2 separate regions of the Gossypium hirsutum genome follow, and region 1 is linked to region 2. A link is a contact called in public Hi-C data. All regions are on one chromosome and are shown on one strand. Each heading gives the region's core, a stretch centred on a gene start, on an enhancer-like site or on the middle of the called end of the contact. The rest is flanking DNA. Distances are from core to core; before and after follow the strand shown.

The links. A called contact is a pair of places that touch in the nucleus more often than the background predicts.
Region 1: a contact with region 2 is called in a Hi-C map of leaf, with 3 times the contacts expected there. The contact joins the promoter of LOC107901490 here to the promoter of LOC107895344 in region 2. A contact is called at or near these places in 8 of 34 Hi-C or Micro-C datasets (callus, hypocotyl and leaf).

Annotation. Positions count from the first base shown.
Region 1 is chrD06:19,699,890-19,704,785 of Gossypium_hirsutum_v2.1, reverse strand. It overlaps LOC107901490, which reads left to right and starts at 2,521. Exons shown (of 3, transcript XR_005914778.1): 1 at 2,521-2,648; 2 at 2,969-3,790; 3 at 3,866-4,275. It overlaps LOC107901493 (serine hydroxymethyltransferase 3, chloroplastic), which reads left to right. Exons shown (of 11, transcript XM_016827527.2): 7 at 1-61; 8 at 183-269; 9 at 357-464; 10 at 874-946; 11 at 1,051-1,584. The coding sequence ends at 1,325. LOC121218973 (small nucleolar RNA R38) reads left to right here and starts at 2,778; the gene lies at 2,778-2,862.
Region 2 is chrD06:19,477,049-19,482,285 of Gossypium_hirsutum_v2.1, reverse strand. LOC107895344 (protein NDL1) reads left to right here and starts at 3,750. Exons shown (of 11, transcript XM_016820656.2): 1 at 3,750-3,970; 2 at 4,603-4,702; 3 at 5,066-5,163. The coding sequence starts at 3,911.

The DNA of each region.
Region 1 (4,896 bases), core at 1,272-3,771, 220 kb before region 2:
CCCTGTTCTTGGAGTTGATCTGGAATCTGCTATCAATAATGCTGTTTTTCCAGGTTTACAGGTTAGTTTGATTGGTCTCCTTTGCTCCTATTACTAATCTGAATTCCCCATTCCATCCTTCTGCCGGCTTTCAAGTTATGAAACTAGTTATATCATGAGAAGCATAATGTTTGTATATGCAGGGTGGACCTCATAACCACACAATTGGAGGACTAGCAGTTTGCTTGCAACATGCACAATCACCCGAGTTCAAGGCTTACCAGAATCAGGTACTTTCCTTCAAAGATGAGTAATAAAAAATAAAGAGGCAAAGTTATGTGGTGATTAAGTCAAAATATGGGTACTTCATGCTGCAGGTAGTGTCTAATTGTAGAGCTCTTGCAAGGCGATTGGTTGAACTTGGCTATACACTAGTTTCTGGTGGTAGTGATAATCACCTTGTGCTTGTGGATCTAAGGCCATTGGTAAGTTACCATCTCTGTGAGACATGCAAAACTTGAGTGGCATTTAGACTTGTCAAAATTGACTCAAAACCGAAAACCTGACTCAACTCGACCAACCTTACACAATTTGGCTATAAGAAGTCAACAATCTGAATCCACTCAACCCAAATACAAATTGATCTGAACTCGAATTTGACCTGAACCGAAAATAACTTGGCCCAAAAAGCCCTAAATAGCCCCAACCTAAATAACTTGAACCTTAAACTGACGAACCTAAAATTTCAAAAACCCAAATAAACCTGATCAAAACCAACCTGATCTGCCCAATTGACAAGTCTAGAGGCGTAGGATCTCATGTTTTTCTTATTCTCTTGTAGACACCCTAAACTCCTTTTGCCTCCTTTATATCAATGAACTTCTCCTGCAACAGGGTATTGATGGGGCTCGGGTGGAGAAAATACTTGACATGGCCTCTATCACCTTGAACAAAAATTCGGTGCCTGGTAAGTTCTTCCTTATTCCCCTTTTTTACCATTCATTTATAATTAATTTTTTTCCCTTTTTATATGTATTTATACCAATCCTTGATACGTCTCAAAATTTGCAGGGGATAAGAGTGCACTTGTGCCGGGTGGCATTCGCATTGGATCGCCTGCAATGACTACCAGAGGATTTACAGAAAAGGAATTCACGGCTATTGCTGATTTCATCCATGAGGGCGTGCAAATCACTATTGAGGCTAAGGGATTAGCTTCTGGATCAAAGGTCCAAGAGTTCTTGAAGTTTGTCTCATCTCCTGATTTTCCGTTGACGGATAAGGTGTCCAATCTTTGTAGTAGAGTCGAAGCACTTACCACCCAGTTTCCCATTCCCGGCGTATGAGTGAGATTTAATTAGTAATGAGAGACCTGGGAACATTATTATATCATAACATGGTGAAATCCAACACTGATTTCTGGGTTTATATTTGAATGTTTCCATAGATTTATGAAAATTTTTGAAGAAGTGTTGAGATGTAGTGATGAAAGGGGATGAGTAACGTAGGACTTAAACGTTGGTTTATGATGACAACCAGCAATAATTTTATCACTTTAAATGCGTTTTCTCTACAATATTAATACATAATATAAATAATTCATTATGATTCTATTTTCATGGAAAAAGAATTAACTTTTTTAATTGAGAATATTTTAAATTTATAAGTGGATCGCTTAGTCACGCATTTCAAATTTAATATTTTTACTTTTAATCCTAGAATGTAGTATATTTATTTCAAATTTAATTGATAATGCCCTCAAAGATTTTTTATTTATTTATTTTAGATGGAGGGGTTTGTTCAACTCAAAAATATAAAATTTTAAAATTATATTTAATACAATAAAATATTTATTAGATTTATTTGTGTTTTTCAATTTAATAAGATATTTATTATATTTATAGTAGTGTTTTTAAATATGAAAATTAGAAAAGTTTTATTTTAACATTTTTTATTATATTATATATTATATTTAAATAAAAATTAATCTAAAAAAATCAAACATGGGAAGTTGGGTCAAGCCCGAGTTTACTTTTCTTAAATTAAAAGCTTGAGCAAAAGGGCAAACTCATTTTTGGATCGAACCAGACCCGGGCTTAAAAAATTAATCTAAATACCTTACATGGATCTGACCCAAACGCAACCTGATCCGACCTGACTCATGAGCACTCCTACTTATCATATATTACTATTTAAAATTATCAGGAACAATTTTCTAAAAGGATATTACTTAATCCAACTTAATTAAATTTTTTTGTCGAAATTATTGGACTTCAATTAAGAGTAAAAAGATTATTATTTTTAAAATAATAAAATATAAAATGCTAAATATGCAAATAATATAGAAACTGATAGCAAACTTAGACTTAAATATTAGAAAAAAAAATTAAGAGTACCTAAATATTAATTTAATCATACAATCTATATTACATTCACAAGAAGGCCGAAAGAAAAAAGGTCCATTTTATAAGAAAAAGCCCAAACATTTGAGAAAGCCCAGCCTTAAACCCTTAACCCGAAACAAAGGGCATATATATAATCATCTTTTACCCAATTTAGGGTTTCAAATAAACTCAGTCTCACACTCCTCCGCTTCGTTTTGTTTCTGCTTCTTTGTTTCCGTTTAGGGGAAAACCATATCGTAATCTCTTCTTGGATCTCACTGCGAGGTAGGAGGCACCAGTGATAATTACTTTTTATATCCATAGGAAGATATTTCCTTCTCTGGGTTTTTCTTTTTTCGGGATTTAATCCGTTAATTCGTCGAAGATTCCTTGAAACAACTTTTGTTGAAACGATGTTGTGAATGATGAGAAAATTTAATATTATTACAGTTATCCCTGTCTGATTTCCAGTGCTGATAATGTGTTCTCTGACACAACATTCGTATTATTTTTTCTTTTAATAAATATATTTAATATTTCTTCAAGTTTCGTTTTTGTTGATTTTAGTTCTTCGTATGCTATAATTTTTTGTTTTGAAGTTGCAGATTCAACCTAATGGCGAAGAAGGGTTCTTCAACGACGCCTTCTAGAAAAGCAAAAAATAAAAAAGAAGAATCTGTTCCAGAACAGAAGAATTCAGCTTCTAAAGTGGCTGGTAACGAAATCGACGAGATATTTGCAGGTAAAAAGAGGAAGAAACCCGACCCGAAAGGGTCCGAGAAACCGAACGGCGATGAAATTTCAAAACCCAAATCGTCGAAAAAGAAGAGTAAAAAGAGTAGAGAAACCAACAGGGAAGGAGGATTCAATGAGTCTTCTTCTGGGCCTTGGAAAAGGACAGCAGATGGTTTTGCAATTTACACTGAAGAAGAATTGGGTATTAGTAAATCTGATGCTGGAAGTACGCCACTTTGTCCATTTGATTGTGATTGTTGTTTTTGATAAATGGGGTTTTGGTTTTAATTTAGTCTTTGTTACTTTAAATTTCAAATTTCAGAAATTTGAGGGTTTTAGGCTAAATATGATTGTTGTATAACGCAAGGCATTAAGTTTTTACATGAAATGCAAATTTTGATTCATTCTCTTCCATGAGCTGATTTTTTTTGTTTATTTTGATTACTACTCACACGAAAATTTTCAAATCGAAACTATTTGTTCTATTTGAGCTACAGATTGCGGGTATTTGTCAAGAAGGAAGCTAGTTGTAAGGGTGCTTCACTACAAACAATAATTACATCACCGCATTCTTGCACATTGAAGTAATGGTGTTTGAAATGTGACTTATTACAGCAGTTGCATCTACTTCTACTTGTATATATATTAATAATACCAAGTCCAGAGTTCTGCTTCCACGCTTGTTGCCTGTGGTATGTGTCGATATGATCCTTTTACCCAATTTCCATTGTGATCCCTAATAACAACTTCAGCTCCTCCCATGCCAGGATTCCTCGTTGCCGAGTTTATTTTACACCAAGGTTGGGTTTCCTCCATCTCAAGAACTTAACAGGATAGGCTACTCAGTAGTTGCACGTTCAAGAAATTTGTCTAGCCTACAAGGACTGTCAAAAGTTTTGGCAAAGATGAGATGGCAGGGTATTGTGGGTTTTGGGTACCAGTTCTTGTCGTTGAGGTTATTGTCAAGCCATACATGATAATACCATTCCTGGTTCTGCACTCGTCCAACGTTGTTATAATCCAAAACTCATACGCACTGCCTATTGTAAACTTTCTAGATTCTGTGTAATTTTCAAACAAGGGCATACCTTCCTTCAGCAGTTGTAATTGGCGTACTATACAGTACACTAAGGTTGAGTTGGCAGTTGAAATGAGAAGCTTTCCCATCTATTCCGGAGATGTCATTTCCTAGTCGTCTCTCCTTAAGGGTTTGCTAATCCTGATCAATTATACAACTAAAATTTAGGGTGAGTTTGGATGGGCGATTGGGTCCGGTGCGATGCAATGTGTTTAGTTTATTTTTTGTCTCCCGCTACAGTATCACTACAGTATTTAATCTCACCGTTATCACTGTTTTTATACTAACCGCAGGTAAACTCACCACTCATTCAAACCCACCCTTAGTCAACCGATTAACCCATCGTATCTCCTTAACTTGTTTTTCTTAGAGCACTCCACGTTGGCGGCACACTAAAATTTGCACTTGTACTGACTTGCTTGGTGACGAATATATTTAATTTAGCAAGGAGAATTTGGTGAGAATAGTGATTAAACATGAATAGGGTATTAATAGATGAAAAAGAAATAGAGTGAAATCAAAATAAGGATTTGGATTAGATCAATTTATGAGTCGGGTCATGACAAAATTTTAAGCTCAATTATAAGGCTCAGGCCTAATTCATCAAAAAATGAGTTTAATTTTTTGTCCAAGTTTAAGCCCAAGGCTGGCTGGACCTAAACTAATTTTAAAAAAATTGTATTCTTATATAAAAACAAATTGGGGGGTTTATTTTGCTAA
Region 2 (5,237 bases), core at 2,501-5,000:
GGAGCAACCATTGTTTTGTCCCTCAAATCTCACAAAAGGAAGCTTCATGTTTGCCAGCAAACTTTAGGTTAGATTTCTCTTCGCATTATTATTTTGTCCTTCAAGTCTCACAATATTTCTTCTTGTAGCCTGCTGAATAGAGACTAGAAATGGACCAAGTAGGGTGGAAACTTAAACTAACATTTAAAGATGTCCAAAACCTCTTCCAATTTGTCACCATTAGTCAACTACTAGAGGACAATCACATTTTAAGAAAAGAAATAACAAAGTGGGAAACATGTGCTTTGAAGACTTTCATTAGCTTCTCCTGGCCATAAATGTTCTTCCTTGATGATGTACCAAAAAAAGACTTTTCTTTTTTTGAAAAAGGAACTAATAACCATTAAAACAAGTTAAAATATTGTTCGATACAAGGCACAATCATCCTTGTCATTTGATAATACAGAAATTAAACAACTAGGTGGGGTTCTAAACAACCAAAATAACCTAACGCCTAAAGGGACTTCAGTAGTAAAAGAGTCAACCTGAAAGTTGCTTCTTAGTCGTGCTAGCGCATCAAGGCATTTATTTCCTTCTCGAAAGATATGCTTAAGTGACTTAAAAGCCATACCGTGGAGGAGCATCCTGCACTTAGCAATCAAAGATGATAAATAAATATTACAGACTATCAGAAGTCATAAAATGCATAATAGTAGTGACATCCACTTCAACCTCTAGATGGGTAATACTCAAATCCCTAACCAAGCATAAACCATCTCTCAAAGCTCATAGTTCAGCCTCAACACTAGTGACTTTTGGAATATGTCGATAAGCTTCGATTACTAAGTCACTAGCATGATTCTTTATAATGGCTCTCATCCATGTTATCCCAAGGTCTCCTAATGAAGATCCATTAGTATTAAGTTTAAACTGGTATGTCGAAGGTGGAATGCACAAGAGTCAAACTTCTCTTTATAATCTAAGGCAAATCTAAAGGGATAGGTAGTGGCTTTAACTAGGAGTGAGAAAAACTCGATTTGATTCAAAAAAATAAAAAAAATGAATTTTGAGTTAATCAAATTGTGTTATTCAAATTATTCGAGTCAACTCGAATAAGTAATTTGAGTTTTGAGTTCAAATCGAGTTGAATTTTACAATTCGAATAACAAATTGGTGTAAATACTCTTTTGGTCTCTGTCAATTTTAAAAATGAGCAAATTGGTCTCTCTCACCAAGAATTAAAAAAATTCAAAATAAATCTTAAAATACAAAATATTTATAAAAATTCTAAAATTTATATTTTATAAAAAAATTCTAAAAATATATAAAGAAAGTTAAAAAATAAAAAAAAATTCTAGAATAATAATTTTGGGGATCTAAATAAGTTAATTAATGATTTTGCTTTGAAAAAGTTTTCAAATATATATGGTTTCAAATTTATGTGCTTTAACATGAAATTAGTTATATCATAACAAGATTTTAATTTGACATGTTTAATTTTTTAATTTAACTAGAACAATTTCACTCAATTCGATTCGACTCGACTCGAATTTAATTTCATTCGACTCGATTCGAAAAATATTTCAAATCGAGTTAATATGATAAAATAAGACTCGTCAACTTGATTAACTCAAAAAATTTTCACTTGATTCAACTCGATTTGATCGAACACTCACCCCTAGCTTTAACCCTTAAAAAATGATAAAATTACTTTGAAATCATTCTAAAAAAAATAACAATTATAAGTTAATAAAATATTAAAATTACACTTTTACCCCTTAAAAGAATGTTTTGACTTCACTCTTGTTTATATTGCCAACAATTAACAATTTTACCGTTTAAATTATGAAAATATTTTTTTGTATCGCTTATTTCTATTTTATGATTTATGTTTAGGGTTTGTGACTATTGCTCCTAGTAATATCGTCTCCAACACTTGTTGCTTGTTTGTATCATGAAGGTGCATTTGACATTATTATTATTATTATTATTATTATTATTTTATGTTTTTAATTAGCGACAATGCCCTTTAAACCATACTTACAATGGAAACAAAATAAATAAATTAAAAATAAAATATTTGCTTCTAACAAATTTGACAAAGGAAATTAGATGAAACTTGAAATTGAGCCCAATTGTTTTAGTTTTCTTATATTATTATTATAATAATGACAATGTGGTGATAAAATGGTTTTAGTAATGTTCCATTTATTCTTTTTTTTTTCTATTTGTGGAAACTATATAAAATAAAAAAGAACACGTTTTATTTATTATTATCTTATGAATTAGATGTACTTGTGGATGGGATTGAGTGGAATTGAAATTTGATTTTAAATATATCTTTAAAAATAAAAAAAATTACTTAAATTTATTCTAAAATATTTAAATATTATTTTTAAATTTTTATTAGTCTGAAATAGTCAAGCATGTTAACTGAGCACTTCCATTTAAAAATATAAATCTAAATCTGGCAGATCCATAAACAACTCTAGTAAGAAGAGGGACTGACGGTGAGTTTATTTATTGTAAATTGAATAACAAATACCAACTTTGAGTGGAAAACGACGTTTGCAATGACCGCTTGCATGCGAATACGATAGGTCTTTTTTATCTTTGATGTCTCAACCGTTGAATCACACCCCGACTTTTCATCTCTCCTTTTTTTTTTCTTTTTTGTATTTCATCATTTTTCTCCAAAGTTGATTTCTTATTCCCAAAATAATAAACTCATATCTCTATTATAAATCTAATAATGGCATGAAATTTAGGATTTAATATCTCTAATTTAATTTCATATTTTTATAATGTCAATACCATTAAAATAATGTTATGAATTTTATTATTATTTGAACACATAATTAGAATCACATTATATATATATATATCATATTATATTATAAGGTCATCTAGTAAATACTTGTGTATTTGGTAATTTTTTAAGTTTTATAAACTTTTGCTACTATTCTTGAGCTCGTACGGGTAAGAAAACTCGAGACGTTTACAACTTTTAAAACCCATTAAGTATTTTAACAAATAAATATAATATATTCGAATTATTATAATAATTAATCTGTGCATTGCACGAATAAAAAAATTAATTTAGTAAATAATAATTTTACATATCAATTAATTGTTAAAAGAGAAAAAGAAAACAATTTAGAAATTATGTTAAATTAAATTAAAGGGAATTTCGCGTTTTATATATTCATAGAAAAAAATTAAAAGAAAAAGAAAAAATAATGATCTTAGTATTAAGACTTGACTTAGGAAGATTCAACAAGTTTATCTCATATAATTGACAATAATTAATTTTGACTTCATTTGACTTATATTGGTGCATTGGCCTTAACAATTATGATATTGTAATTTCATCGCTTCAAAAATTATAAAGGTATTAAATTAATATAATAATAAAATAAATTATTTTTAAAAATTTATAATTTATATTTATTTTTTTATTCTGAATTTTCCCCCAGTGATGCCTCAGACCTTGCCAAAATAATATGTGTAAAGATTAAATATTAATGAGAAATGGATAAACTCAAAAGTAGTTTTAAAATTTATATAAAAATACAGATAATATGGATTCAAAGGTTAGTTCTAATAAATTATATTGAAAATAAAACAGTCTAATAAATTTACTAAAAAATATATAATTAGCTAATGAGTGAATAGGAAAAAGGAAATTAGAAGGGTAGTAATGTAAATTTGAATAAACTGTCGGCCACTTAACTGGGGTTAAATAGACCTGATATCCAGGTCAAAGGTTCGCTTCTGTGTTGACAAATTGTAGTTTTTAATGATAAACCATTTTTAAAATAGATTTTAATTTTGAATTTAATATATAGAAGAAATTTGAAAAGGGAGAGAAAGATTTGGTGGTATATAAGGCATGGAAGCCAATTCTAACGAAGAGAGAAAGTGAGGGAAAATGGCAGATTCTAGTGATTCAATTTCCATTGATATGGAAACGATCTCTCTTGGTGCCAAGGTAACCCGCATTTCTATTTATCTTCTTGTTTGGTTACAGGGAAAACGTGGGAATGGAAGAGTAAAATAAATGGAAAACGATCAAGTATGTGCTTTTCATGATAAAGTTTAATGCACCATTATACTTTTCCTTTTAACTAAGCTGCATTTTTTCCCATTAGTTTATTCCTATATATTTCAGCTATAAAGCAATTCATTCCTTTTTTGCTTCTGATAAATTACATTAGTAAACTAAATCCAATGATGTTCTGAAACTTATAAATGCCTTTTTTTTTTTAATAATAAGTTGCCTCATGTGCTAGTAATTCCGTTAGTTATATATCCATGTTTTTGTCAAATTAGGAATTTGGATGATGCTGAATATGCTTAAAAGAAGAAAATATTTTAGGTCTCTTAAAAAGGTTCTGCTGCACATGCTTACTTTATCTAGTTAGAATATACTTAACTTGAGCTATGCTTCCAACAATTTCATTTTTTTTTTCAAGTAAAAGAAACCCAAGTCAATTAGGCTCTTTAACTAGCTAGATCATATATAAAATATCTTTGATGGTAGCAATTTATTTTGATTCCTTTGATTGCTTTCCAGAAAGGTTTGCTGAATGAATAACTATGTATTGTAAAATCAATCTGCAGGAGTACCTTGTTAAAACTCGCTGCGGAATGGTTTCCGTTGCAGTATTTGGAGACCAGGATAAGCCGGCCCTTGTTACCTATCCTGATTTAGCTCTAAATCGTAAGTAATGCAGAAAAGCTTGCTGTAATGTTTTATTTCCTTATACTTGACTCCATATGACAAAATATGTGTTTCAGTGCCCATGGAATTGATTTTTGTTAACAGATTTGGCTAACAATGGTCACCCCCAGTTTGTTTTTAATTTTTAATCTTAGAATAATGATTTTTCTCCTAATTTGTGTTTTCATAATGCATGAGACTTTGAGGCTGTAATGCTTTCAATTGAGCCAGAGTTTTACATGTTAGTTTAATGTTTATGAAGTTTGTAACGTTATTTGCAAGATTTCCGCAATGGCCAAGACCCTTTCATCCATGATTCTTTCGGTTTCTAATGGTAACTTATAATTATATAACATTCTGCAGATATCTCCTGTTTTCAAGGCTTGTTCTTTTCTCCAGAAGTTAATTCCTTTCTCCTCCACAATTTTTGCATATATCATATAAGTCCTCCAGGGCATGAGGTCCGTTCTGTGCATGTTTTAGTCTCATATATATTTGTATCTCAATCATCCTTTTTATTTTTGGTCGAGTCCTA